Linked DNA regions of Sus scrofa: regions 1 and 3 are each linked to region 2. The links are chromatin contacts, called in public Hi-C maps. All regions are on one chromosome and are shown on one strand. Each heading gives the region's core, a stretch centred on a gene start, on an enhancer-like site or on the middle of the called end of the contact. The rest is flanking DNA. Distances are from core to core; before and after follow the strand shown.

What was found. A called contact is a pair of places that touch in the nucleus more often than the background predicts.
Region 1: a contact with region 2 is called in a Hi-C map of liver, with 5 times the contacts expected there. The contact joins the promoter of DENND1A here to the promoter of PSMB7 in region 2. A contact is called at or near these places in 1 of 5 promoter capture datasets (liver) and 1 of 47 Hi-C or Micro-C datasets (liver).
Region 3: a contact with region 2 is called in a Hi-C map of liver, with 4 times the contacts expected there. The contact joins the promoter of NR6A1 here to the promoter of PSMB7 in region 2. A contact is called at or near these places in 2 of 47 Hi-C or Micro-C datasets (embryonic fibroblasts and liver).

What each region holds. Positions count from the first base shown.
Region 1 is chr1:264,821,178-264,825,550 of Sscrofa11.1, reverse strand. It overlaps DENND1A (DENN domain-containing protein 1A), which reads left to right and starts at 2,200. Exons shown (of 24, transcript XM_021074670.1): 1 at 2,200-2,358. The coding sequence starts at 2,342.
Region 2 is chr1:265,232,680-265,237,145 of Sscrofa11.1, reverse strand. PSMB7 (proteasome subunit beta 7) reads left to right here and starts at 1,757. Exons shown (of 8, transcript NM_001097476.2): 1 at 1,757-1,832; 2 at 2,267-2,360; 3 at 3,336-3,433. The coding sequence starts at 1,771.
Region 3 is chr1:265,568,798-265,572,684 of Sscrofa11.1, reverse strand. NR6A1 (nuclear receptor subfamily 6 group A member 1) reads left to right here and starts at 1,798. Exons shown (of 10, transcript NM_001097499.1): 1 at 1,798-2,063. The coding sequence starts at 1,964.

The DNA.
Region 1 (4,373 bases), core at 951-3,450, 410 kb after region 2:
CTTACCACATGCTAGTCACTGTTTATGTACTTTATAAGTGTCATTAACTCATTTAATCTCCATGCCATTTCCATAAGATAGATCTATGACTATAATTTCCATTTTACAGACAGAGAATCTGAGGCACAGGGAAAGGGAATAATTTACTCAAGGGCACATATTTAGTAAGAGGCCGAGCTGAGATTTGAACCCAGGCAGTCTGGCTCCAGAGCCTGCCCGCTTAATTCCTATATCACCCTCTCTCTTATGATGTGAACTCCTCCTATATTCCTTCTACCAGGAGGAAACTGAAGCAGACATTTGCTTAAAATCTTTTGCTTCAAATGTGTTGGAGAAGCAGCTAGCATGAGAAGCCAGACTCCTAACTCCCCGCTCAATGTTCTCTCCCCAGACCACCCCGTAGTCTCAGAGGCCACCTGGACAGATTCACAGGCCTCCCCCTCCAGTCTCTCCCTGCATCACGCACACACCACCACCACCACCACCACCACCACCACCTCACCCAGCAGACACTCAGACATTTCTGTGGCCAGGATGGCTACAACATCCTTTGAAAAACAGCCAGCTTTCCCCTCCACCAAATAATTTTGTTTTATTTATAGTCTCCTGCTCAGAGCTTTTGAACTGGCTGCTCATTCCAGGGAAGATCTTGATAACAACTGTTCCTTGGAGAGGGTTCATAGGAAACAAGGTGAATAAACACTACAGAGGCCCTGCCTCTGTCTAGCAGAGCTTTGCTCCTGGGGATGTTTATAAGTCAGTGTTGGTGTCTGGGTGCAAGAGACTTTGAATTCGAAAAGGCAGTTTGGACATTTTCCACTTTGTTTATTTTAATTCAAAAAAGTTCATCCTATGCCTTCAACAACCTCAGGGCATAGGCAAAAGAGAAACATTATCTTTATCCAGAATGTAACTCTCAAAGGAGTTCTTGCTTTCTTTGCTCTCTGCCCGGTTGGGACTAGTTACTGTGGTGACTGTGGGGTAGGGAGACACTCCACGAATTTATAAGAGCTAAAATGGCAGACGAGATGAATGGTATTTCAGAACAGAAAACTGTAAAAAAGAAGAGCCTAATTTCAAAAGGGAACCATGAACCCACAGCATCTTCTCACCTGTGGGCAAACTATGTCAGGTGTCTGGAATTTCTCAGTCTGGATGCTCATCTCCATTCCACCAGTTGCTACTTATGTAACCTTGAGCACATGCCTCAGTTTCCTCTTTGGGAGGAGCGGGGATAAACTCACAAGATTACTGGGAGGATTGGTTCTAACCAGGTAGAGGAAATATAGCACCTGATTGAGAGAGGATACTCAATCACTCACACATTGAAAGGTAGCTAATGAAAGCGATCATGATTGCTTCCTTTGTGATTCCTGCGGGCCTAGAGGGGATGATATTGGAATGTTCATGAAAGTGAACCCCAAGGAGGAGCAGGTTGATGATCTTGGTTCTTAAGTACCTTCCTTTGCATTGCCTTAATCTCCATCTGTACTGTTACGGTGGCATGAGATTTCTGCATTGGAGCCCCCCAAATGGCTGATGAAGGGAGGCTGAGGTCAAGGGTAGGGGCAGAGCAGAGCCACTCAAGGCGTCCTATGAAGCTCCCAGGTGGCTTTCCTGTGGGTACGTGAGATCTCCTTAAAGGTTCCATCAAGACACACGTTAGGGAAGTGGCTAGTGTGACAGAAGTAGGTCTATGGCTCCCCTGAGGAACTTACTGGAAGGTATACGATTTTCAAAGGGAAACTTGTGTGTTCATGGAAGCCTGAGTGGGAGACAGATTATCTCTACACCCAAGCTCCTGGGAGGGGAGGACTCCATAGGAGAGGAATTGAGTGAAGGTTTCTTCAGGTGAGCTTGACGGTCTCTATGGGATGAAGGTCTTCGAGTCAACAGGACAACTGGGAATGAAGGCCTTCAGGGGCCTGCACCCGGAAGGGACCGGCCACGGAGCTCCGGGCGTCCACTCGGGCGGAAGCGTCGTCCCCGCCCACCCCCCACAGCCTTCAGGCGGCCCCGCCTCCCGCAAGCGGACTACACTTCCCAGCAGCCCCCGTGGGCGGCGGCGGCGCGGGCGGGAGGGGGCGGCCGTGTGAGAGGCGGAGGGGGCGGCGCGCGCCGGGCACGCGCGCCGGCGACCATGGCGTTCGCCCGGCTGAAGCGAGTACATTAACCCCGGGAGGCGGCGGCGGCGAGGGAGGGAGCTTCGAGCGGGCGGGCCCAGCCTGAGGGAAGGGAGGAAGGGGCGGGGAGAGCGCCGGAGGGAGGCCGGTCGGCCGCGGGCGGGCGGGCAGCGCAGCGCCGAGCGGGGCCCGCGGGCCCATGAGGAGGCCCGGGGACCATGGGCTCCAGGATCAAGTGAGTGCGGCCGGGCCGGGCGGAGCCGGGCCGGGCGAGGGGAGGCGAGGCCGGGCAAGGGCTGCAGGCCGCGGGCCGCGCGGGGGACTTGTTGCCGGGACCTGAGGGGCGCCCCGCGTGCCGGCGTCACGCGGGAAGGGGGACTGTTGCCATGACGATCCAGGGAGGCGCGGGGGCGGGGTGCGCGCGGGGTGCAAGGGCGCGGGTGGTCAGGTGCCTTCTCCTCACCTGAGGGCTGAAACAGCTTGAGATTACAAGGTGGCCCCCTCCCCCCGGGTTACGGAGAGCCTCTGAAAACGGTCACACAAGTGTTGGGGGGAGGGCGAGGAACCTCCGGAAGCAACTTCCCCAAGGGTGTTGTGTGTTTGGGCCGCCCCTGAGAGTTGGGCAGGTCCTGAGGTGGCAGCCTGGCTGCTGAAGGCCTGCGGGCCCCCATAAAAAGTCGCGTAAGGTTTTCCGAGGGAGAGGCCACTTAAGGACTTAAGGTCTGAATGTCCTGGGGAGAAAGGCCCTTTTCTCTCTCCTCCTGTTTCTCCCTTCAGTCTCTGAAAGTCTCCTCACAGCAGGGGCCAAAGGCTGTGAGGGAAGATACCTCTGTGCTGTAACTGAGCACCTGATGTTGATAATCGTTGGAAAGGTTTAGTAATCCAATCTGGCAAATTCCCTCATTCATTCATCTGGTGTCCCTGGTGGAGGGTTAGTTTTCCGGGGAAATTGTTGATACATCTGACTTCAGAACCCATTGAAACATTGTTACCCTCTTTCTAGACCTAGAAATTGACTTTGGAAAGTGCAACTTGTACGCAGTCCCATTTGGGTGTGTTGCTTTGGACTCTATCTCCCCTCCCAGCCAGGTCCTCTTTTGGCCTCTCCCTTCCTCAGTTCCAGAACAGGAGATGCCTTATCTTTAATCACTAACAAATGTTCACTTTTTCTCTATGAGTAATAGAATTGTTTAAGGGCACTTAGAAACAAAGTTAACAGCTTAGGCTGTTCCTTAAAACAGCTTTCCTAGGACACTTTAAACCTGCTTCCAAGAAAGTCTGAGGAATGTGTTTATTTCAGCATTTTGAGAATTATGCTGGGGAAGTTTGAAAGGGGAAGGACCTTATGGGTGAAATCTAATAGTTATTCAAGTATTGCATCTCTTGTCCAGTCCATATTCCTGCAGTGTGACCTTTGCCTAGCCTCCTGGGCGACCAGTTTAGGCCTCCATTCACAAAATGTATCTAATTGACTGCAGAAGCCCTGAGACTAGAAAAAGTTTGCTTATGATAATGAAAACGGAAGAGTTGGATGAGCACACTGTTAATTGTTGATTTTTGTGGAAATGAGGGGAAAGAGAAGCATGCTCCATTTAAGAGCCTAAGAAGCTTGGGAGTAAAAAGACGTAGTCTGGGAAGCATTGGGATTAAAGAGGCACTCCAAGCTTAGCTCCTGCTTCCAAGTAAAGCGTTGTAAACTTGGATTTCAATAGTACTTAGAAACACTTTACAAAAGCCACCTTAATGTCGCAGAGTATACTTGTGAAGCTTCTTACTATTCTTGTTACAGAGCTGTTCAGAAACTTGCCAGATAGGAGTCAAGTCAGTGTCGGAATCAACATGAAAATCCAACAAGTGGAAGTTCAGATGACTAGGCATCGGGTCTCTGTCTTGCTCTTGAACATTGCAGGCCTCAGGTGTGTTTTGTGCAACCTGTTGCTGTGTATCTGAGCACTTGGCAAGAGAACCTATGCTAACACGTGAAATTAGTATGAAGATAGCTTTCTTGATCTTGAAACTAGACTGCTTGGTGATTCAAACTTAGGCTTGGGGAAAATGTGAGCTTTACTTGTGGTGAGGCTGAAAGAGAATATGAAGAGAGAAGTTACAAAAAGCGAGTGGTTGTGATTTATGGTGACTGCGTGGCTTCAGCCTGCCGGCAGGAATGAAGATGGACCAGTGGTCAGGAAACCATCTACTTAGGTGCCAGCTAGTAGTTTTTTGGAGGAAACAGAACTTTGGTTACTGCTG
Region 2 (4,466 bases), core at 508-3,007:
GGCTGTGATTTACTTGCTATATAAATTTGAACATGTTACTTTACTTCAATTAACCTTGATTTCCACTGGCAAAATGAGTTGAATTGCCTAGGTACCTGTGAGGTTTGTTGGCAGGATGAAAAATGGATGTGCTATTAATAATCATAGCTATTTATTGAGAAGCTGCTACATGCCAGGAGAGACGCTCTCCATGTACAATTTTCAACTCTCATAGCAGCTTTTAGAAGACTCAAATAAGCATAACAAAATTCATCATTTAAAAATATGCAGTTTGGGAGTTCCCGTTGTGGCTCAGTGGTTAACGAAGCTGACTAGCATCCATGAGGACTTGGGTTCGATCCCTGGCCTCGCTCAGTGGGTTAAGGATCTGGTGTTGTGATGAGCTGTGGTGTAGGTCGCAGATGCGGCTCAGATCTGGCATTGCTGTGGCTGTGGTGTAGGCTGGTGGCTACAGCTTTGATTCAGCCCCTAGCCAGGGAACCTCCATATGCTGTGGGTGGGGCCCTAAAAAGACCAAAGAAAAAAAAATGCAATTCGGTTGCTTTTAGTATATGCACAATGTAGTGTGACCATTACAATTATATACTTTCAGAACATTTTCATCATCCCTAAAAGAGACTGTGTATCTGTTATATTGTCACTCCCCATTATCTCCTCCCCCCATCTCCCAGTAACCACTAATCTATTTTCTGGATGTATGGATTATCCAGAAGGGATATTTCACAAACACAGAACAGTACTTTTTGTGGCTTTTTATGGCTTTTGTCTCCCTGAGCACAACGTTTTCAAAGTTCATCCCTGTTGTAATGTGCCAATGCTTCATTGTTTTTTTATGGCTGAATAATATTCTGTTGCATGAATGTAGCACATTTTGCTTATCCATTCATCAAGTTGATGGACACTTGAGTTGTTTCCATTATCTGGCTATTATGAATGATGCTGCTATAAATATTTGTGTGCAAGTTTTTGTGAACATCTGTTTCCAATTCTCTTGGGCATACACTGATGAGACAATTGTTGGGTCTATGTTTAACTTTTGGGGAACTGCCAAATTGTTTTCAAATGGAGCAGTTGCACCATTTTACATTCCCACCAGCCACCTATGAGGGTTCCAATTTCTCCACATCTCTGCCAACACTTGTTACTTTCTATCTTTTCGATTACAGCCATCCTAGTGGGTGCCATGGTATGGCACTATGGTTTTGATTTGCATTTTTCTAATGACGGATGATGGTGAACATCTTTTTTTACAGGCTTCTTGTTCATTTCACAACAACCTTTTGAGGCGGCTGTTATCTCCATTTGACAGCAGAGGAAACAAATTCAGAGAGTTGAGAGGATTTGCCCCTTGACGGCAGGTGGTGAGGCTCTGCCTAGAAATTGAGTGTGTGAGAGAATTTGCTCCTTGAAGGCAGGTGGTGAGGCTCTGCCTAGAAATTGAGTGTGTCTGTCTGCGAAGCCTCCTGTAGCCCATTTAGCGGTAGAAACCGCTCTGGTCTGGTGAGCTGGAGGCTTGGTCTCTGGTTGTGTCCTCCTTGGAAAAGTCCTTTCCCCCACCACCTTCTCCGGGCGTCAGTTTTTCCTTCCTGCCACTTGGGGCGCTACACTCCAAACATCTCCGGGCTCCTCTAGGAATCCGTAACTCGAAGATCAATACCTTTAGCGCGAAGTTTGCCCCGCCCCTTCAGCTCCAGGTCGCCGGCGGCGCCGGAAGTACTGGGCTCTTTTTGTTTGCTCCCGCCCCCGACCCGGAAGTACCTTTTCAGGAAGATGGCGGCTGTGTCAGTGTATGAGCGACCCGTTGGAGGTTTCTCTTTTGATAACTGCCGCCGGTGAGGCCATGCTCGGGGTCGGATTTCGGGCGGGAGCAGGAGTTCGGTACCTGGGTGGGGTTGGGCTGAGGTCTGAGCCGCGAAGTCCTAAGGAAGGGTGGACGGCCGGGCCTGCGGCCCGCGCCCCGTGTGACTCAGGGGAATCAGGGCCTGAACGTGGGTTTCTTCTGAGGCGGGGTCTGCTTTTCCGCTTTACCTGCGCACCTGGACACCTCCATCTCTCTCTCCTTTGGCGAGGTGTGGACTCTCTCAGACGCTCTCTTCACTGAAACACGGGACAGTAGTCTTGTTGGGAGGAGTCAGTGAACAGATGGGTGTGAAAACAAATGCTAGTAATTTTTCATTTTCCTGAGTTCCCTATCAGATACTCTTCGTGTCAGGACGGCTTAATATGGTCCTGCTCCTCAAAGCTTTATTCTCTCATTTGCTCTTAGAAATGCTATCTTGGAAGCCGACTTTGCAAAGAAAGGATACAAGCTTCCAACGGCTCGTAAAACTGGGACGACCATCGCCGGGGTGGTCTATAAGGTAAGCGGGGACAGGATGAGAGCAGCAGCGACTGGAACTAATTACAGGAACCAAGCCGCTTGGCGGCCTTCACTTCTCTGGGCTGTCTGAGGAAGGGCTCATATTACGGAGCATTACATCAGGGAAAGGTCTTTTAGGAGAGACTCTTCATCAGTTTTGTGCACTTACCAGCTCTCACTCTGCAGAGTTTTTGAGAGGGCCAGTTTCTTTTCTGTCTTAGGTTACTACTTTAGGAAGCAGGATGAAGTAATGGGAGAACACAAGATTAGTTAAACCATTTAATTTCTTTGCTGCCTCTAATTTTGGGCAGGTCACTTTCCTTCTCCATGGCCACATTTTCTTATCCATCGAAGGGACATAATAACTCCTGCCTTAAATTGGCGTGAGGGTGAAAAGAAGTAATGGTTATTGTTGTTGAAGTAGAGAGTGATATCTCTGACAGGAGTTTTCGTTGTGGCGCAGTGGGTTCAGAATCCGATTGCAGCAGCTGTGGTTGTTGCTGAGGTGGAGGTGGGGGTTGGATCGACAGTGGGTGCAGTGGTTTAAAGGATTTGGCTTTGCCAAATCTGTGGCTCAGATTCAATTCTTGGCGCTGAGAACTTCCATATGCCCCAGGTACAGCCATTAAAAAAAAAGAGAAAAAGAAAATGACAGAGGTGTCTATTTTAAGGGAAGGATTTCTGCATATTAATCCAAACTTTTCCCATGTTGGCTCTGTAATTTGTAAGGAATTCACTGAATGTCTGAGCCTCATTTGAAAAACAGGAATGATAGTTCCTACCACCTATTGAAGGTTCAACTAATATTTATTAACGAGCCTTTTCTTGAATTTTGAAAGTATAGCACAATATTTTTAATATGAGTTTTGGCAGGTGGTAGGTAGTTGAGGGAGCAGAGGGTGGTTGGTATTGTTTTTCCTAAATTGTGGTTTGTGTGTGTCAACTTGTTTAAAAGCATATATTTTTTTAAAAATAGGACGGCATAGTTCTTGGAGCAGATACAAGGGCAACTGAAGGGATGGTTGTTGCTGACAAGAACTGCTCAAAAATACACTTCATATCTCCTAACATTTAGTAAGTATTGGTTAGTTTGAATAACTTATATTTTCAAACATCTCAGGGCTAAAATTGAATTTACTGTTTGTCCCTTTAAAACCTGTTGTTCGGCCTGTCTTTCCTTTTTGTCTCCCTTAAATGGCATTTCCATCCACCTAAGTTAGCCATCATCAAGTTCTCTTTCTCCTTTAGTCATTCAGTTCACTTGGTACCCAGTTCCGCCTTTGTGTGCCTCTTGAATCCGCTCCCTCTTACCCTTCCCTCCGCTAAGGCCTTAGTTCAGATTCTATTTTCTCAGCTGGACTATTGCAGTTGTCATTTAAATGGCCTCTCTGCCCTTGGTCGTTTCTCTTTTTCTGTTGTTCATTCTTCTGTTACATTGGGTTTGGTAAAATACAGATCTGATTATGTCCGTTTCCTCTTTAAAACTTTTCAAGAGATTATTCACATTTCCACATTACTTTCAGGATAAAAAAAAAAAAACCTCTAGCATGGTATAAACTTTTGCACAGTCTCACAGAAAACTTTTCATCCTATTTAGCTGCCATCACCCTGTGTCCAGTTATACCTGGACTGTTCCTGTTTGCCTCATGTCCCCTTGCCCCTCATCTCCAAGCTCTCTCACCTCTGCTTTTGCCAGCCCCTCTGCTTAGAAATGCCCTTTCGGGAGTTCTCATTGTGGCACAGTGGTTAACAAATCGGACTAGGAACCATGGGGTTGTGGGTTCGATCCCTGGCCTTGCTCAGTGGGTTAAGGATCCGGTGTTGCCGTGAGCTGTGGTGTAGGTCAAGGACGCAGCTTGGATCCCGTGTTGCTGTGGCTCTGGCGTAGGCCTTTGGCTACTGCTCGGATTAGACCCCTAGCCACGGGAGTGGCCCTAGAAAAGGCAAAGATACAAAAAAAGAAAAAAAAAAAAAAGAAATGCCCTTTCTTCTCTGCTCGTACAGTGATTTTACTCTGTTCTTCTAAACCTAACTCATATGAAATCTTTTCTCAAAGATGAGAATTAATTGCCCTCTCCTCCAATTTCCTATGGCATTTTGTACCTAT
Region 3 (3,887 bases), core at 549-3,048, 340 kb before region 2:
GGGGGAGGAGTGTAATGAGAAATGTGGGCAGAAGTCAGAGAGGCAGGGCAGAAGTCAGAGTCGCACCAACCGACACGATGAGGATTTAAACATTAAGCAGGAGTTCCCCTGTAGCTCAGCAGGATAAGAAAGAGACAAAGTATCCGTGAGGATGTGGGTTTGATCCCCGGCCTTGCTCAGTGGGTTAAGATCTGAAGTTTCTTCGGTGTCACAGCTGCAGCTCGGATCCTGCCATTGCTGTGCCTGTAGGGTAGGCCATAGCTGCAGCTCCAGTTCAACTCCCAACCCCGGAGAACTTTCTTATACTGCAGGTGTGGCAGCAAAATGATTAAAAGAAATAAATAAAAATTAAGCAAGTAGGAGTTCCCGTCGTGGCGCAGTGGTTAAGGAATCCGACTAGGAACCATGAGGTTGCAGGTTCGGTCCCTGCCCTTGCTCAGTGGGTTAAGGATCCGGCGTTGCCGTGAGCTGTGGTGTAGGTTGCAGACACGGCTCGGATCCGGCGTTGCTGTGGCTCTGGTGTAGGCTGGTGGCTACAGCTCCGATTCGACCCCTAGCCTGGGAACCTCCATATGCCGTGGGAGCGGCCCAAGAAATAGCTAAAAAGACAAAAAAAAAAAAAATTAAGCAAGTAATGACATAGATGAGCCAATAGATTGGTGGGGTGTCAGGGTGGGGAATGGGTAGCCAGTGAGGAAGCTTCGGCATAACTCCGCAGAGTAGAGGCGGTCAAGGAATCAGCCAGTGTTCCTGTTCTTTGTCTTCAAACAGGCCAGGTAGAGCTCAGACCTTGGAAGGCAGCCACGGTGAGAGATGGGTCCCTGAGGTGGACGCCCCCAGCAAGCCGAGGCTGGTGGCTGCACGCCGCTTGGTGGCTGCGCGCCACCTGGTGGCCACAGGAGGTGGGGTCAGCTAGCCCCATCAGAAACTGCAAAATCTGGGATTTTGCTCTGGGAGACTGAGGCAAAGAGCTACGGCGGGGGAGGCTGGGATCCTCCAACTGGACCCCATCCCTATTCTAATCCCATTTCACAGATAAAAAAACTGAGGAGGAGGGAAAGCGAACTGGGTAAGGAGCCTCTTAAACGGGGGTGGGGGTGGGGTTCAAGACACCAGGAATGGACAGTCTGAGTTTCTTTAACGGCATCAATGGCCTGAAGCTTACTTAGTTTGCCATTCTGTTCTTTGGTCAGGGGTGAAAATGAAAGAGGAGGAAGAGAAACTTTAGTCTTTCCCGCCCACCCGGAGGTAAAAGGCTTTAAAGAGTACCCCGGAAAGCAGAGTTTTATAGATTCAATTTGCATACGAACGCAGTCATCCCGAGTTAAACTCCGGTCCTTTAATCTCGGGTCCAATTTGTCCCAAAGCCGCGGAGGAAGGCCCTCGTGAATACCTCCAAACTCCGCCCCCTCCGAGCCCCGCCTACAGGGCTGGGCTTCATTGCACGTGCTCACCCGGCTCCTTCGCGATCCGCCTCCTAGGAAAGACTCATTGTCAGGGAGGGAGGATACGGAGCATCGCAGGGACGGTTGATCATGGATATGTCATAATAAAGAGCAGACCCTGAAGTAATATTTATTCAGTTTTTTACCAGAAGTTTTCATCAGAGTTCGTGATGGTGACAAGCCTTGGCCTTCCCTTCTCAGGGCCTCCGTTCCCTTCTCCCACCCCTTCAATTGGTGGGGTCCCGCCCGGCCGACCTCGCCCGGTGGACTCCAATTCCCAGGGTGCCCCGCGGGGCATGCGTGGCAGCGGCGCGTGACGTCGGGGGTGGGAGCTGGCCAGTGCTGAGGGGGCGCGGCGCGGAGGGGCGCGGAGCCGGGCGGCTAGGGGCCCAGAGAGCGCCGCGGCCGGGAGCCCTCCGGCCCCTGACAGCCCCCTCCCCCCCGGCGGACGACGACGACGGCGAGGGCGCCGGTCATGGCGGAGCAGCGAACCGAGCGCGGGTCCTGAGCACCACCGCATGGAGCGGGACGAACGGCCGCCTAGCGGAGGGGGAGGCGGCGGGGGCTCGGCGGGGTTCCTGGAGCCGCCCGCCGCGCTCCCTCCGCCGCCGCGCAACGGTGGGTGAGGGGAGTTCAGAGTCCCGGCCCGGCAAGAACCGGCGCCCTGTCCCCTGCCCTGGGGATCCCTCTCCTTTCAGCCGACTCTCACCGTGGGAAGCTGCGGCGACCCCGGGTCCCCCCAGCGCGGACCCTCCCTCTCCTCCTTCCTCCTTCCCCGTTCCTCTCCGTGCTGATCCTCCCCCTGCCCAGTTCCCTCAATCCCGACCCTCGTTTCCCCCTCCCCCCTGTCCCCTCCGCACAAGCCTCCCCTCCCCCCGTCCCTCTGCGCGAATCCTCCCCCTTCCCTTAGGTCCCTTCTGCGCCGACCCCTCTCCCCGTCTCTCGGCCCCCTCACCTCCAGTCCCGTCAGTGGGGGCTTTCCCTCCCCCTCCAGTTCCCTCTGCTCCGAGGCCCTTTCCCCCCCCCCCGCTGGGGGACCCCTCTGTGGGGGCCTCTCCCCCAAAGTGTTCCCTTCGACTCTAAGCTTTTCTCTCCCCACCCGGATCTCCCCCACCGTGTTCCCCCACGCGGGCCCTTCTTCCTCCGCGGAAGCTCCCTCAGCGCCCTGAGGACGCCACACCCTCGTCCCCTTGGTTCTCTCTGCCCCTCACCTTTTCCCGTCTCCCTGCCGTCCCGCGCTTCCCGTGCTGCCCCAGCCTCCACCTCGGCACCGAACCCCCAGTTCGGTAGCTACTGGCTCAGCGTTTCCTTTTCGGACCCCGCGCCCTGCTTCTCTGCGCTCCTTCCCGGCGCTCTCCTGCCCGCCTGCCCCGGCCCTGTTCATCTCTTTCCCCCCGGTGGCTCGGATCTCCGGCCCGATCTGGTGCCCGGGACACCTGCCTCTTCCCTCCTTGCACTCGCCGGTCTCGGCCCGCGCCTGCCCAAGCTCACTTCTCTTCCCTTTCGCGATCCCGGAGCCCAGGCCCGGAGAATCCCTCACCTGGCCCTTCCCTCCCTCCGCTCTCCCCTGCCCCACGTCCCGGCCAAGTCCTCAGGTTCCTCGGGGCTGTGGCTGGGCCCGACTCGCCCTCCCACCCCCGGCTCCCTCCCCCCGCGGGGTGTTTTATTTGTATCTGTTTGATATTTTTCCCCTCAGTGTTTGCCGCGGAATGTTTTTATTGGTAACGTGTAAGGAGCTTTTGTGAGGTCGTAAAAGGTGAACTTTTGAACTTGGAAAGCGCCCTGGAGCAATTAGCGCAGGCGATAGCCCCGGGAGGCCTGCATTACAAAGGGTGCTCGTACCGGCCGGCAAACGCTTCGGCGGCAAACCCGATTTATTTATTTATTTGCCCTGCCTTCCACCTTTCACATCTCCTCATTTCCGAATAAAGGGCAGGCTCTCAGAGATCCGTGCCTCCTCCCCTCTCTGCGCCATAAACGCGCAATTCTCTGAAAGATCTAGGACCGAACAGTGTCTAACAAGTAACAGATTTCAAATTGAATGCAAACACCCGGGACAGTTAGGAGGCACTAAAAATTAATTGCTTCAGCAAGAAGTTTCTCAGTCAGGACAGTGACCTGGCAGGTGTGAGGAAAGTAACTTGAAAATAGGTCACTTAGGTGCTCAGTTGTCGAATGAATGAGGAGCTACACAAGGGGAGAAATCTTGGGTGGATCTGTGCCTTCATACATTTATTAACTCGTCAAACATTTATTGCCATTTCAGTAGATCTGGTATTTTTACCAGTTAAGGGAAAAGTCTATTTAAAAGAGAGCCTGGTTAACTTCACTTAATGTTCTTGACCAAATAGTGATATGTTTTCTAAGCTCTTGTCTTTTTTTAAGATGTCTGTGATGTGTAGTATCTAGGTGGCAGGCAGTCCCTTGGGATGTCTTTGGAGA